Linked DNA regions of Mus musculus: regions 2, 3, 4 and 5 are each linked to region 1. The links are chromatin contacts, called in public Hi-C and promoter capture Hi-C maps. All regions are on one chromosome and are shown on one strand. The core of a region is the stretch at or near the end of the contact, and the rest is flanking DNA. Distances in the headings are between cores, read along the strand shown. Region 1 holds the start of Nadk (NAD kinase). Region 2 overlaps Prkcz (protein kinase C, zeta). Region 3 holds the start of Atad3aos (ATPase family, AAA domain containing 3A, opposite strand). Region 4 holds the start of 1500002C15Rik (a long non-coding RNA gene). Region 5 holds the start of Cfap74 (cilia and flagella associated protein 74).

The links. Promoter capture Hi-C pulls out the DNA fragments that hold promoters and counts their contacts. A called contact is a pair of places that touch in the nucleus more often than the background predicts. Capture Hi-C pulls out chosen DNA fragments and counts their contacts.
Region 2: a Hi-C map of liver shows a contact between it and region 1, with 3 times the contacts expected there. The contact joins the enhancer-like site here to the promoter of Nadk in region 1. A contact is called at or near these places in 3 of 39 promoter capture datasets (hippocampal neurons and liver), 1 of 15 datasets of contacts at CTCF or cohesin (pro-B cells), 18 of 484 Hi-C or Micro-C datasets (B cells, the G1E-ER4 cell line, the HL-1 cell line and 12 more), 4 of 115 datasets of contacts at active chromatin or transcription factors (the SCID.adh cell line, bone marrow-derived macrophages, embryonic stem cells and 1 more) and 1 of 9 other capture datasets (pancreatic islet).
Region 3: a contact with region 1 is called in a promoter capture Hi-C map of liver. The contact joins the promoter of Atad3aos here to the promoter of Nadk in region 1. A contact is called at or near these places in 4 of 39 promoter capture datasets (cranial neural crest, embryonic stem cells, erythroid cells and 1 more), 8 of 484 Hi-C or Micro-C datasets (B cells, CD4 T cells, the G1E-ER4 cell line and 5 more), 8 of 115 datasets of contacts at active chromatin or transcription factors (the SCID.adh cell line, effector CD8 T cells, embryonic stem cells and 1 more) and 3 of 9 other capture datasets (adipose tissue, liver and pancreatic islet).
Region 4: a contact with region 1 is called in a promoter capture Hi-C map of liver. The contact joins the promoter of 1500002C15Rik here to the promoter of Nadk in region 1. A contact is called at or near these places in 1 of 484 Hi-C or Micro-C datasets (embryonic stem cells), 3 of 115 datasets of contacts at active chromatin or transcription factors (effector CD8 T cells, extraembryonic endoderm stem cells and pancreatic cancer cells) and 3 of 9 other capture datasets (adipose tissue, liver and pancreatic islet).
Region 5: a contact with region 1 is called in a promoter capture Hi-C map of neural stem cells. The contact joins the promoter of Cfap74 here to the promoter of Nadk in region 1. A contact is called at or near these places in 3 of 39 promoter capture datasets (hippocampal neurons, neural stem cells and stem cell-derived epiblast-like cells), 6 of 484 Hi-C or Micro-C datasets (embryonic stem cells, large pre-B cells, nephron progenitors and 1 more), 3 of 115 datasets of contacts at active chromatin or transcription factors (embryonic stem cells and microglia) and 3 of 9 other capture datasets (adipose tissue, liver and pancreatic islet).

The regions. Positions count from the first base shown.
Region 1 is chr4:155,562,491-155,565,220 of GRCm38.p6, reverse strand. Nadk (NAD kinase) reads right to left here and starts at 1,406. Exons shown (of 12, transcript NM_001159637.1): 1 at 1,242-1,406.
Region 2 is chr4:155,322,206-155,324,935 of GRCm38.p6, reverse strand. All of the region lies in intron 4 of Prkcz (protein kinase C, zeta), which reads left to right. Among named protein-coding and RNA genes, the nearest start is that of Prkcz, 38 kb to the left of the region's middle. Within about 2 kb of position 1,410, at least 12 of the 459 cell types and tissues checked have an H3K27ac peak or open chromatin away from gene starts, as enhancers often do. A contact at or near this core is called in liver, where this site is marked.
Region 3 is chr4:155,759,849-155,762,578 of GRCm38.p6, reverse strand. It overlaps Atad3aos (ATPase family, AAA domain containing 3A, opposite strand), which reads right to left and starts at 1,387. Exons shown (of 3, transcript NR_027972.1): 1 at 1,293-1,387; 2 at 802-1,194. Atad3a (ATPase family, AAA domain containing 3A) reads left to right here and starts at 1,481. Exons shown (of 16, transcript NM_179203.3): 1 at 1,481-1,777. The coding sequence starts at 1,576.
Region 4 is chr4:155,733,097-155,735,826 of GRCm38.p6, reverse strand. 1500002C15Rik (a long non-coding RNA gene) reads left to right here and starts at 1,385. Exons shown (of 2, transcript XR_001784583.2): 1 at 1,385-1,442. It overlaps Ssu72 (Ssu72 RNA polymerase II CTD phosphatase homolog (yeast)), which reads right to left. Exons shown (of 5, transcript NM_026899.3): 5 at 1,948-2,354. The coding sequence ends at 2,253. It overlaps Tmem240 (transmembrane protein 240), which reads right to left and starts at 1,023. Exons shown (of 4, transcript NM_001101506.1): 1 at 681-1,023; 2 at 323-429. The coding sequence starts at 737.
Region 5 is chr4:155,407,926-155,410,655 of GRCm38.p6, reverse strand. It overlaps Cfap74 (cilia and flagella associated protein 74), which reads right to left and starts at 1,416. Exons shown (of 39, transcript NM_001368738.1): 1 at 1,086-1,416. The region is part of intron 2 of 5830444B04Rik (RIKEN cDNA 5830444B04 gene); the gene reads left to right.

The sequences.
Region 1 (2,730 bases), core at 157-2,656:
CTCTCCATCTCCAAGTGATGCCTAGAGAGCTAAACTATTCATTTAAGTACTGCTGTTTTATCTGTTAGCCACTTCTACCCAAAAGGAGGGGTGGGGGATGGATTGTGGCTCAGTGGGACAGCACTTGTGTGAGGATCTGGGCTGGACCTGTAGCACTTCAAACAAGATGAAAAAGAAAAAAAATGAATAAAACTGCATCGTTTTTAATAAATAAATCTACAAAGAAGAAAATGCAGAAGCATTCTGAGATGCCACCTCCAAATGAAGAAGCTACCTGGTCATACTGTATATTGGCACCCGTGGCTGTCCCAGAGCCCAAGATGGGCAGTGTAAGTCACAGTGAAGTCACTGCTGAGGACAAATACGTTCAGAGGGAAGGTGCCGTGCTTTTAATTACCAAGGCGAGGATGCCAGCTTTCCGGCCCGTGGAAACTGACAGTGATACATGAAACCAATGAATATAAGTTTGAATAACACTCTTCTCAAGAGGCAAGCCAAACGAATAAGTTTTGAACCAAAACAGAGAGTTTCCCAAACAAGAAAGGAAAAACAAGTCGCTATTCAGAATCAATGCCAGGAGAAAGCCCATTGCTTGGGAGAGCTGGAAAGAGACGCCGGATCTTGGCCAAGCAAAGGCAGATCCTGGGACTGCGCTGGGCACGCCCTGTTCCCATAACGAAGAAACCTGCCAGAGGCCAAGACAAGCGGCCTGTGAGTGTGACATCCTGAGAGGCAGCAGCCTCTAGGAACATCTCCATGGACTCTTCAGGACTTTGGAAGCTCCTGGCAAGTACTGGATACCAAGTTTACGATGGGGTTTTGGAGAGTTTCACACCTCGATTGCTTACAAAACGCTCGTCTGACTACTTTGCCCACATGCCAAGGTCTCTGGCGCTTGCTAAGGCCCCACTGGAAGACCAATGGAGCCGATTCGGCTGCGGTGCTGCGCGCTGAACTGGCTTAGAACAGAACGGCGGCCTACATGGCTTCTCCCGGGACCCGAACCTCTGACTCGTCCCCCTAAACCCAAGGCCGGACCAGATCTTCAGACCTGTCCCTTAGGCTCCTTCCCCGAGACCACGCGTCATCCTGGCTGCAACCCACGTTCGGACGCAGGGAGGCGCGTCAGAGCCACCAGCGCCCGGCCTCGGGCAGGTGGGCAGGGCCGGCGCCGTGACCCTGTCTTCACGGGTCCCGGCCAGTGACGCCGGGCAGAGGGCGACCCCAGGCCCCGCACTCACCGTCGGCTGCCGCGCGCCCGCGTGGACGTCTACATGCTGGGCCGAGCAGGCGGTCCCTGCTGCCCTACTGCTACCTGGCTCTCAGCGACCCAGCCGCCCGCCACCCCATGGCCGCTCGGTCCAGAGACCGGCACCACCAAGCCCCGCTGCGCCGCGGCTGTCAGTGCGCAAGCGCAGCCCGCACGCATGCGCTGCAGGGCACGTGGGGAGAGCGGCGCAGCCGCACCTACACAGGCGTGCACGCAAACTTCGGGTTTTTCAAAACCCTTTGTAGGCCAAGGATCAGAGGCTGGGGGGTGGGGTGGGGGGTGGGAGACGTGAAGAGGGAGGGGCGAGGCAAAGGGGAGGCGGGGCCGAGAGGAAGTGGGCGGGACACAGGAGTAGGAGGCGGGGCAAAGGAACTGAAACAGGGCATAGCGGAATGGGATGGGGACAAGGAGCGGAAGACAGCACGGGGGGGTGGGGCCAAGGTTGGAGAAAGGGGAGGGGCAGACGGGTAGGAGAAGGGGCAGGCAGAGTGGGAGGGACAGGTCGCAAGAGGGCAGAGCTGGAAAGGGACGGAACTAAGGAGACTAAGCCGGAGGGAAGGGGAAGATCGGGAGAGTGGGCGGGGCCAAAGGGTGGAGGAGTCGGGGCGGAAGGGGAGGCGGGGCAGAGGGTGAGGGAGAAAAAAAAGAAAAAAAGAAAAAAAAAAGAGTAACCGAGGAGGGGCAAAAAGCTCAGTCCCAGCAGCAACAGAGAAAACCACCAGATTCTCTCCCTTTTCTTTCTTTCTTTCTTTCTTTCTTTCTTTCTTTCTTTCTTTCTTTCTTTCTTTCTTTCTTTCTTTCTTTCTTTCTTTCTTTTGCCTCCTTGCCTCGCGGTCTGATCTTTATTCCTGTCCTACGTCACACTCAGTTTGCTTTTTGCTGGCGAGGTCTCCAGGACCATGTGGACAACGCGGGCCAGCTTTGTGGGAAGGTGGGCTTCGTGCCAGGCTCCTGTTCCCACGTTGTTCTTAATGTCCAGCGCATGGACCTGGTATCTTTCAGAAGCAGAACTCGGGTGACAGCGCTCATATGGCTCTCAGGCCCACCAGCAGTGACCTGACACCCTTTGGCAACTGGCAAGGACTTGAGCCTGAAAGTAACAAACCTGACAGCTGGTTGATACAATGGTTCACTACTTTAATCCCAGAGATGAGAGCTCCGGATTTCTAGGAATTCGAGGCCAGCCAGGGGTACCATAGTTAGAGACCCTATCTCAAAAAGAAAAACAAAGTCTTGATAGTTGAGAAGCGACTGTGTAAATAGCGTGCCTCACCCACAGCTGTAAGGAGGGAAAGAGGGAGGCCACCGACTTTGTAGCTGAGCCAGGGATATGCTGAACTGGTGGACATGCTCGTGCATTGATATCCACCAGTGTGCACAGTGCACCAGTAGGTGTTTTCGCAGTCCCGACTCCCAGCACTGTAGTTTTAAGATGTTCACACTATTGCCCTTCCTGTATA
Region 2 (2,730 bases), core at 161-2,660, 240 kb after region 1:
TTACACGTATGTAGAATACTTCAAGAGAAGTTGGCTGTGGAGATGGGAACACCTAACCTAGCTTATGCCCTTTCGGGCTGAAGGCTCAGAGAGCAGCGGAGGCATGTCACTGTCAGCTTTTGCAATGTGCTATCCTAGCTCTAAAAAGATTTCCAGAGTTCTCCGGTCATCCTCCCAACCCCACAGTCACGAGGAAGGACTGCCCCTGAGGTGAGAGCAATTATCCAAGATGTGAGTCTGCGCCTGGAGCAGGAGACTGTCTCACGTGAGCCAGACTGCTCCCCTCAAGCAACAAGAACTTCTCCATCCTCACCTTGCCGAGTCAGAACCAAGATAATGATCAGCCAGACCACACCCCACCAGAACAGCTTAATTATACGTGTCTTTTGCCCCTGCCCTACTTAAACCTAAAGCTATGACCTTGACCTGGAGATAGCTTGAGGTCCCTGTTTCTCTTTGAGGTTATCTGTTTCTCTCCCCAGTGTGCATTTTTATTAAATCTCTGTTTACTTGTGTCTGCACTTAGCATACCAGGACAGCCGGCCATGCCTACCCTGCTAGGGCTCCCAAAGCCACAGCTTTTTCCTGGAACTCCAGTCAGATTTCTACTCTGCTGTCATTACTGGGCACACAAACAAGGAAGATTGTGACTTGTGATTTTGCTTGAGACGTGGACTCATGGGCCAGCTGATTGATGGTCCTCTCCTAGGCCCCACGGTACCCAGAGCAAGTGCCTAGATCCCCAGTATCACTGCAGCATTTGCATATTAGTCGTTTGTATTGTAGAAAAACACCCCAAGAAAGCAACTGATGGAAGGACAGTGTACATTGGCTCCCAGTTTGAGAGAACACTGTGTCATATTTGGGAAAATGTAGCGACAGGAACCTAAGGCAGCTGGTCACATTGTATCCAGTCAAGCAGGAACCTGAAGCAGCTGGTCACATTGTATCAGGTCAGGAAAGGGAGAGCGTCAGACCGCTGCCTGCAACTCAGTCCACTCTCTCCAGGACCTTAGCCTACTGAATGATGCTGCCCACATTTGGGGTAAGTCTTCCTACCTCAGCCTAACTTAGGAAATCCCTCACAGATGTGCCCAGAGGTTTGTTTCCAACCTAAATCATGTCATTTAGAATCATCAAGAGATTCTAAATCACATCAAGTTGACAATCAAGGAATATTCCACATGTTCCATTGCACCCAACTGAACCTTCTCCTATGTTCTTGTGGTCCTTCTCTTTGATCTAGTGAGAGTATTTATTTATTGCCTGACAGTTATGGCTGTGGCCAGGGCTTGGTCCACTGCCTGGAGTTCCCTGAGTAAATATTGTCAGGGGAAGGGGCATCCAAGTCAGAGAGGCCAGAGTGAGACTTCACCTGGACCGAATCTCTGGCCTTTAGACTCCTGCCTCCCAGAGCACTTGCCTAACGGAGCTATGGTGGCCATGAGTCTGTCTCTGCGACTGTCTCTGAGGGCAGTATTATGGCTCTCTATCCTTATCTCACCTATTTGGCTTTGTCTCTCTTATCCAATCTGGTGGTGTTGGACTCAGTGTGCCCAGGAGGTACAGGACAGCATCTTAGGTCTCAGTGTTCTGATGACATCAGAGGCTGATTTTTATTCAAAGTAGCTGCTGCCAAGCAGCTAAGAATAGGAGTGCCCCTGTCTGGCTGACCCTACTTCTGCACACTCTGACCTTGGGCAAATAACCTTTGTACTCTGAGCCTCATGTGTGAACACAAATAACTTAATTGATTGGGATTCCTAAGGCTCAAGTGAAACAATGTGTAAAAGTGCCCAGCCCCAAGCCAGTCTTTAATTAAAACTTGTCCCCAGTGCTTGGGGTCATCTACCCCCAAGGCACTTCACAATAATTCCAAAGTAAAACCAGACCTGCGATGTTGAAATAGTGGCTGTGGGGCAGCTAGCTACACTTGGGGTACAGAATGGGGTGGTGGGCACATGGGAATCTGCTCATTTCCACAGTAAGAGGGGAGAGGGGCTGCGGATGTCAGGCAAGTCCACCCTGACCCTGCTGTGATCACAATCCCTAACCAAGTTACCATGTAGTCCCAGGATTGTTCAAAACAGGTTCCTGGGGTGCTGAACTCTCCCCGAAACTGGATGTTCATGGGCCAGGCTCGCTTGTGGGCTGGACAGGGGCTTCTATGCTGGAAGCTGCTATTTCTACAGATATTACTTACGTACTGTAGCATTTGGGCTGGGAGAAAAATTAACTTGCTATAGGCATGCAGAATTACACTATGCAGGTCATCACAGAGGTTGGAACAAACAGCGAGTAGTTTTGACACTGTGTCTCCAGCAGCATCCTGACTGACAGAGGGCAGGGCTGTGGTAAGTGCAGGTACACAGGCAGCAAATTCCGATCTCCTTTTCCAACACTTTGCATGTGTGTGGGGTGGGCTAGGGAGGGTAGTAGGTAGGTAGGTATTTGCACCATTCCCAGTAGGGCACACTCCAGATGTGCCTCAGGCTTGACATGATAAATAAAGCTGCATCCAAGGACAGATACAAGTCACAGCTGAGAGATGGCAGGTGTTAATTTCCAACATCGGGTCTCCACTCCTGGCCCTAGAACAACTTCTGGTCAGTTCGATGAAAGTGTCTGAAGCTGCTGCAGGTGCTACCACATCGTTCCACTCAGCCGGCAAAATGGAGCCTGATCCTCGAGGTGGTAGTAGAATGCTTGCTGCTGTGACCTAGGGGTTTC
Region 3 (2,730 bases), core at 138-2,637, 200 kb before region 1:
TAGGTTGTGTCACCACTGCTGATTCATGTTTGTTATCCAGACTATCGAACTGGACTGTTAGTGTGTTTGTGAAGTGTATGGGAATGGATGGAGCTGCTGCTGTTAACCTGGGAAATGAACTGTTGATTTTCAGACAACATAGACAGGAGTTGTTCCAAAGAACCATTTCTAAACAGGTCTACCTCCCCCATATCCTTTTTCCACTATCTCTGATGGGTGGTGGGCTATAAGGAAGGTTACAGCACTCAAGAACTATCATTAATAGTAAGATTTTAAAAAATTAAAGTTTTATAAAAAATAAATACGACTAATAACATACCTTCAACTTCCTTTTTTATCATTTAAAATTGCCTTTTGTCCAGTGTTAAAAAACAGTCCAAACAATTCTGTGAACTCAACCGGTTTTATGAAAGATGCCTGGACCCAAGACGCTGACTTTGGTAAATGTGGGTTCCTAGTGACAACTGCCACTGTCCATGCTACCTTCCACTTGCCCAAAGGTTAGGTCAACCCTAGGTCCAGAGCAGGCACCTGGCTCAGCAGGCTCCCAAGGAGCGCTCACTGGCTAACAAGCACAAGCCTGGAGCACCAGCCCTCACTCTAAGTAGCTCCTGAGTGTAATGTACCCTCTGCAGGCTCTGGGAGTCGGCTTGGCTTTCTGGCTTGTACTGCAAAGCAGCAGCATGCCAATAGCCGCCGTGGGTTGCCAAAACACCAAAGAGGATCGGGCTCAAAACACCGCCTGAGCAATCGTAGCAGAATGGTGCAGGATTGTTTGTCAGAGGCGCCCAAGTCTCTGACCTAAGTAACTCTCTTATTCTTATGCACGCTTGGCTGTAGGAGCCGCTGGCCTGGAGACGCTCAAAGCAGCCACAGATATACATGAATCCGGCTCCGAGAAAGCGTGGGGTCACAGCAGGGGTGCCCGGCCGGTCGAGGGGCGCCAGGGACCCCTTCTCTAGTCCTCCCGGCTGGAGGTCTCACCCCGATTACTTCGCCCTTAGTTGCAGTGACCTGAGGCATCTCAAGTCCGGAAAAAATTAGCTCCGGGAGACCCACAGCACCTTCAGGTTTTCCCTTCCTCTTCTGTTCTTTGGGTAGGATTCACAGCAGAAGAGTTCTGACCCTCCGTGGTGTGAGTCCAGTGTCTCTGATCGTCTGTGGGCTCTGTGGCTGGGGCGTCTCCATAAATGCCTATAGCGACAGGTACAGAACGACCCCAGAGGAATAGCACCTTTGCTTAAAAAAAAAAAAAAAAAAAAAAAAGTTTTCTAGGATGAAGGCACACCCACCTCGAAAACTTTGCTCCTATTTGCCTGGTCCAGGAGCTCTGTCCAGTTCCGCCTCCTTAGAAAGCTGGGCAAATCGTGCCACCGACGCCACTGGCGTCCCTATGTCAGCGGCCAATCCGGCGGCTGAGAACGTCTTGACCCTCCTAGGTTTCCGTCGTCCAGAAGGAAGGGGTGTGGCTCGCGCCTGCGCAGTGAGTCGCGCCCGCGGCGCGTGGTGACTGCGAGGAGCCTCGCGAGTCACGCTCCGGTACGGTCCGCCGAGGGCGCGCGGAGCTTGCAGACCATGTCGTGGCTCTTCGGCATCAAGGGCCCCAAGGGCGAAGGCACAGGGCCTCCGCTGCCCTTGCCGCCCGCTCAACCCGGGGCGGAGGGCGGCGGTGACCGCGGGGCGGGAGACCGGCCATCGCCCAAGGACAAATGGAGCAACTTCGACCCGACGGGCCTGGAACGTGCGGCCAAAGCGGCTCGCGAGTTGGAGCACTCGCGTGAGTGCGCGGGCTGGGCTTGGCGGGCCGAGGCCCTGGGAAATGGGAGGTTTCTCTCGGAGGCACTAGCTGCTGCCCTTAGGACTTTGGTCCTCTTGACGTCTTAGCAGCACAGTGGTCGTTCGCAGCCGTACCTTTCAGGTGACCTGAATGGCCGCTTATGGGACATTTGGTCATAGCCGTCCTGCATTGGGGGAGACCCCGATCCTGCCACCCTCTTGCACTTGTAGCTGTCAACACGTAGGTCGTAGGAGAGACCCTGTGCCAATGTTGGCCTTACCTACTTTACTGTTGGGCTTTCTAGCTGCCTCCACGTGGTGCAGGCCAAAAGTCATAGCCAGGTCAGGCGATCCTGTGTTGTGGTAGTTAATAGCAATCTCTCACTTAAAAAGGAGAGAGTAGATGTCGTGTTTACTATTGGATGATAGCATTCCACTGTGGAACGTGAGGTGAGGGTGTCCGTAAAGGTTGATCCTCTCTGAGACAGATTTTAGCATTGATGGATCCCAAAGGCCAGGACTTTTCCCAACAAATGACACATTTTTGTTTTGATGTTGACAGTTTGTGCCAAAGTGTAATGTAAGGTGGATTTTTTTGATTATTTTGCTTTGTTTGTTCTTGTTTTTATAAAGACTGTGCAGCCCTGGCTGAGACTCCTGTAGACCAGGCTGTCAGAGAAATCACAGCTCCACCTGCCACGGCCTCCTGAGGCGTGTGTCACTATGCCTAGCTAGTTGAAATATTTTTAAGAGCCTGCAGGGGGCTGCAGAGATGGCTGAAAGGCTAAGAGCACTTGTTGCTATTGTAGTGGACCTGTGTTCAATTCTGTGCACCTATATGACAGCTCAAAACCTTCTGTAACCCCAGTTTCAGGGCATCCAAGGACTCCTCTGGCTTCTAAGGGTACCAGACATATACATACTTATATGCAGGCAAAAACTCAAATACATAAA
Region 4 (2,730 bases), core at 136-2,635, 170 kb before region 1:
ACTCAAGGATGCTGCTCTCAGGCCTCCGGGCCCTGGACCAGGAGGCTCCTTGGCCCATAATGCCACCACCAGGCAGCCTTTTCTCTAAAGGAACTGGAGGAAGGAGTTCCTAACAGACTCAGTCATGCTTCCTTTCCCAGGGAGCGGCTGGCTGACCTAGGGTTCCCGTTAGCCACCCCTCCCCCAGCACCTGGCGGGCAGAAGCGGCCCCCATCATCCAGCCAGGCTCTGCGGCCCAGCCTGCTCCGGGCTCACCGGCCAAGTGGGGCCCGCTGCACAAGTGTGATCACGCGTGTAGTGCCTAGAGCCGGGGCGCACTCACCGGCCACAGTTGCAGTGGCAGACGCGGTCCTCGCCCCGCAGGTGCGGGAGGATGTAGTTATGGAATCGGTCCAGCAGCGCGTTCATGTCCATCAAGCACGCGATGGCCTGGAAGAGCCCATGACCGGTCAGGGCGAGGAGTGGGCCGGGCCGAAAGGGGTGCCAAGGGGGAGTACTAGACTGCAGGGGTGGGTGGGTGGGTGGGGAAACGCAGGGCAACCAGGGCGAGGGCAGCGCAAGATCGCAGCGAGGGCAGCGCAGGCCGCACGGGCCGGTAAACAAGGAAGCGAGGTGGGGTAGGCGCGCGCGCGGGCGGGCGGCAGAAGCAGGGGGCGCGCGCGGGAAGCCCCTCCGCTCACCATCACGATCGACGCCCCCAGAATCATGAAGATCATGGTGTTCGCACTCATGGACATCGGGCGGGGCCGGGCCGGGCCGGAGCGCCGCCCCCCGGCCCCGGTGCCCCTCCCGGCCCCGGCCCGATGCTTAGCCCGCGCCGCCTCCGCAGAGGTCAGCGCTCGCGCGCCGGGCCGCCGCGGACCCCGGGGGCAGGCGCGGGCACAGGCAGCCGAGATGTGGGGGCTGACGTGGGGTCGCTCGCCTGTCGCCCGTTGCTGGCAGCCCTCCGCTCCGCCCTCCGGTGCTCCCTGCGCCCGGCTCCCTGCGGTCTGCGCGGCGGCCCCCTCCCTCCTCCCTCTTCCCTCCTCCAGGCTTCTCCCTCCCTCCTTTTCTTCTTCACTATCTCCTCCCTCCTCCTCCTGCCTCCGCCTCCGGGGAGGGACTTCGCCGCCCCGCGCCAGCATCCAGGGGCGAGGTTCTCCACTCCTGTCCCTGTGACGCAGCCCGAGACCCCTCCCCTCCGGCCTCGGCTCCACATTGTGCCCCATGTCATCAGCCTTGGCTCCGGTCTCCCTGCCCAGTGCCGCGCTGGACTGGGCCTTGGCCTGGACCAGGTGGTCGTTTCTGCTCTACTTCCCCAAGTAAGGCCCCTCCTTCTGGTTCTCCGGGTTCCAGAGAGGGACAGGAAGTGTCAGCACCCGCCTCCTCCAGCAAGAAAGTGCCATCAGAGGAGGGGCCTGGAAAGTCAGAGGAACCAGGGACTAATGACTACATGAGCAGAGGTAGGAGGGCAGGAGGGTAGGCGATACGGATGCGATGCGGAATGGGCCAAGTATGCCATAAAGATCGTGGCAGTTGTGGGAAAGACTAGGCGATTTCTGAGGAGGAAGGGGTGCTGGAACAGCTGCCAGCGTCTATGATCCTCTTGTGGCTGCCGGTCATGCTGGGATTGAGTCCCAAGCCCTGTGCTGGCCACAGAGCTGACAACAGAAGAACCAACCCTGCCCTGTGTTGGAAAGCAGGAAGAGGACAGCTGACCTCCAGCCCCCCAAGTCCAGACCCCACTGTATCTGAAGGTTCCAACAGGAGTTCAGTTATATCAGCTCACACAGGCCCTGAGCTGTTAAGGCACCAGGGTCCGGCCCTACTTCTCAGAAGGGTGCTCTCAGGTTTATCACAGGGTTGGACTCAATGGCCGAGTAGTCTCTTCCTCAGCAGGGAGTCAGGCCAGGAATTCAGGACAAACCAAAGACTTCTAGCAGCACCTATTTTGTGGCAATTCCAAGGTTTTTTTTCCCCTTAATAAGACAGCCTGTTGCTTTATTTAGGTTTCTGTACAATTCAGCAGTGGAGAGAAAAGGGCCAACAACAGACACTTGCTGTAGGCTGTAGAGTAAACCATCTTTATTTCTTTTGGTTAAAAACAATGGATTTGAATCTGGCATTTCTGCGTACGTCTCATTCCATATGTACAGTACATTGATGATGTACACCTAGCAGTAAAAACAAATATCTGAAAGGAAAACACACTGAAAAAGTGGCTTCAACAAAGGTGGCTGTGCAGGGCAGGCCATGCACCGAGCACAGGAGGCTCAGTAGAAGCAGACAGTATGCAGAAAGGCCCGGCCACTCTTCTCCTCGAACTCCTGCAGCAGCTCGTCGATTTCATTCTCCATGTCCTCAGTGTGCTGGATCTGGGAAAAGCACGGCCTTGAGTGAACCCGGGCATTGTGACGCGCCTTCCCTGACCCTGCCCTCCACTGATCTTCACTTCTGCAGGGACCCAGGCTTCAGGATAGCTCCCTCACAGCCTGTTCCTACCAGACATATACAACATATCATAGGAGTACCCCATATTGGGAGTGGGACGGCTAGATTCAAAGGGAGGCCTGGACCCCAAGGCTGGAACTCAGGTTCTGTTCTCAGGCGTCGTAGGTACATGAAAGCCTCATCAACCAGTGCTATCCCAAATCTGCAATGAGTGAAGTGAGGCACACAGATACCGGCATGCATTTTCCTACAGTCGTCCAGTGTGAATGCTGACTATGCTTTGTGCACTGCAGCATCAAC
Region 5 (2,730 bases), core at 167-2,666, 150 kb after region 1:
AGGAAGCTGATGGGCCGCCTCAGTTCCTCTTAGCCATGGAACGTTATGTTTTTACTGGTTCGGAGGATTGGGACGTTGGGTGTCCCTGGGGCCACTGTACTGCCTGTTCTATCTTTTCTTCTGAGAGGACAGCCCTCTCCTTAGAGAGGGCTGCAGAAACTCTCACTTGTCACAGGAGTTTTCCAGGGTTGCCATAACAAAGTGCTCCAACTTGAATTCTTTACACAACAGAAATGTATTCTGTCAGTCTTGAAGCTCGTCTTATTTATTTTAAAGACAAGAAGGGGAGGGCTTCAAGCTGGGTGTGGTGGCACAGGCCTTTTAGTCCCAGCACTCGGGAAGCAGACGTAGGTACATCTCTGAGTTTGAGGCCAGCCTGGTCTGCAGAGCAAGTTCCAGGACAACCAGGACCATACAGAAAAACCCTTTCTCAAAAACCAATCAAACCATTAACAAAAACTACTGTTCAGGAATAAATTTCTAATCTAAGATAAGCAAAGGTGTGCGGTTACACACGAGGAGAAGTGAGAATCACGGGTTTGTTCATAGTTAACCAGGAGAGGAGGGTACTATGTTATGGGTGAAGACAAGATTCTATTTATTGGCTTGGGTGGGCTTTTGATAAATTGTTTGATAATCAGTTCTTAAATTGTACACAAGAAGGTAGGCATCATTTGTTTGAAGACAATATTCATCAATGAATACCTGAGCAGTCTACTCATTACCTAGCTCACATTACTTACTAGTCCACTCATTACTTGGCCCACAGCACACCTTCATTCAGGGTGTATTTTGCTAAGCATTTTTACCCAGATAAGGGAGTCATTTTATGGAAAAATCAAGCTAAGGAGGCCTATCCACTTGCAATGAAGGGTTTTGTATTTAAAGCCAGGCTGGAACAGCGGGAGGTGACTCTTACTTTCAGCTCTCAGACTGATGCCTGGCTCTTCACCAGCAGGATTGATGCTGACGCTTCATAGGCTGTGGTAACCACGTGACTCACCGCCACGTGTCCACGCAGAAAAGTTACCCCTTGTTCAGCGCATCCTCAGTGCAGCCCCAAGGCTGAAGTCGCCAGTACCCACCTCTCTGGGCAGCCCAGTGATGTCCCTCAGCGATGAGACTTCAGCAAAGGTCCCCCAAGAGTGGGCTGCACTGTTGGCAAACCTCCTCAGGAACGGCTCCTCGGTGGTGGTCCCTCAGCAGCAACAACCTCTCAAGAATGGTCCCTGGCGACTGCCCCTTAGCAACAGCTCCTCACAAATGACCCCTAGAAAGTGGTCCAGTAACTAGGTCGCCTCCCAGAAACAGATCCTCGGCGACGGTTCCTCAGCACTGGCCCCCGCAGAATCAGTTCCTTAAGCCGCTAGACCATGGCCTCTTAACGGCCCGACTGCCCCCAGCCACCGTGGGTCTGAGGCTGCGTAGTTTGGGCGCGCAGCTCCATGGCAACGGAAGGCTGCTTTGGGGTAGCGGGCGGGGCTGAGGCTGCGGAGGGAGAGCTTGTGCGCAGGCGTAGTGCAACAGCGGGGGTAAAGTGGGACGAGCATCGCGGAGGGCAGAGTCAAAGCTGACTGTTGCCCAGACGATTCTCCTGGAGACTGGGGCAGGTGCTCGAGAACTTGTCTAAAGCCAGTTGAAACTTGGGTCAACTGCTTACTTAAAAGACCATTTACGCAGAAGTTAGGATCTCCTGCGTCTCTTGGATCTGAATTCTGGCTCTCCCAGGGCTTTGCAGCCTGTGTTGTGCCCTCTAGGTGGTGACATCTGACTCCTCTGGATAACTCACAGGACTCTTTGGATTGTTTTTGGTCGTTTAAGTTGGCGTGGTCACTAGTCCGGGCAGGAGGTGGGCTCAACAGTGGACAGGACATGTTCCCTTTCCTCAGAGTCGCAGGGATGACTGGCAACTCCTGTAGTTTTGTCTTGGAGATGGAGAACCTTCAGCGTTAAGAAGTCCTCAAAATAATACAGAGCCTGTGGAAATGTCAGTGGAGATTGGTGGGGGGTACCTCTGCACTCCCTTCAGATACTTTGCCTGTGAAATACCACTGCAATACTGTATAGGTGTGTGTGTGGCTGGGGATCGAACCCAGGTGTTCTATAAGTTTAGAGCTTTGTGTATGGAAGCCGGATGTCCTAGTAAAGCAATTTGGGAAAGATAGCCAGTTGGTTTGTAACCTTTAGCTGAGGGAGAATGTGAACTGGGCCTCCTACTCTGGGTTGACCCTGGTATATGGCTGAGCAGAGAGGGTTGTGAAGTAACCATATCCAATACTAATATTTGTGGTATGAAGTATAATCCCCACTATAGTAAAATAAGTGAATAAATTGGTCTTCTCTTTCACGTTGCCTCAAATATTTGTTTACAGGGACAAAACTCTGACTAACACATGTAATTTTCTCTGGGGTATACTATACTCCTCTGTTAGGCTGGCCAAGCCTGTCAGGTATACATTAGGTTTGCCTCCCTTCCACTTTTTTTGTTTTGTTTTGTTTTTTGAGACAGGGTTTCTCTGTGCAGCCCTGGCTGTCCTGGAACTCACTCTGTAGACCAGGCTGGCCTCGAACTCAGAAATCCACCTGCCTCTGCCTCCCAAGTGCTGGGATTAAAGGCGTATGCTACCATGCCCGGCTCCCTTCCACTTTTATCTCAATATGCCAGTTGGGAATCAAGAACCAAAGGATTTCTCAGTTCAATTCTTCTTCTTCTTCTTCTTCTTCTTCTTC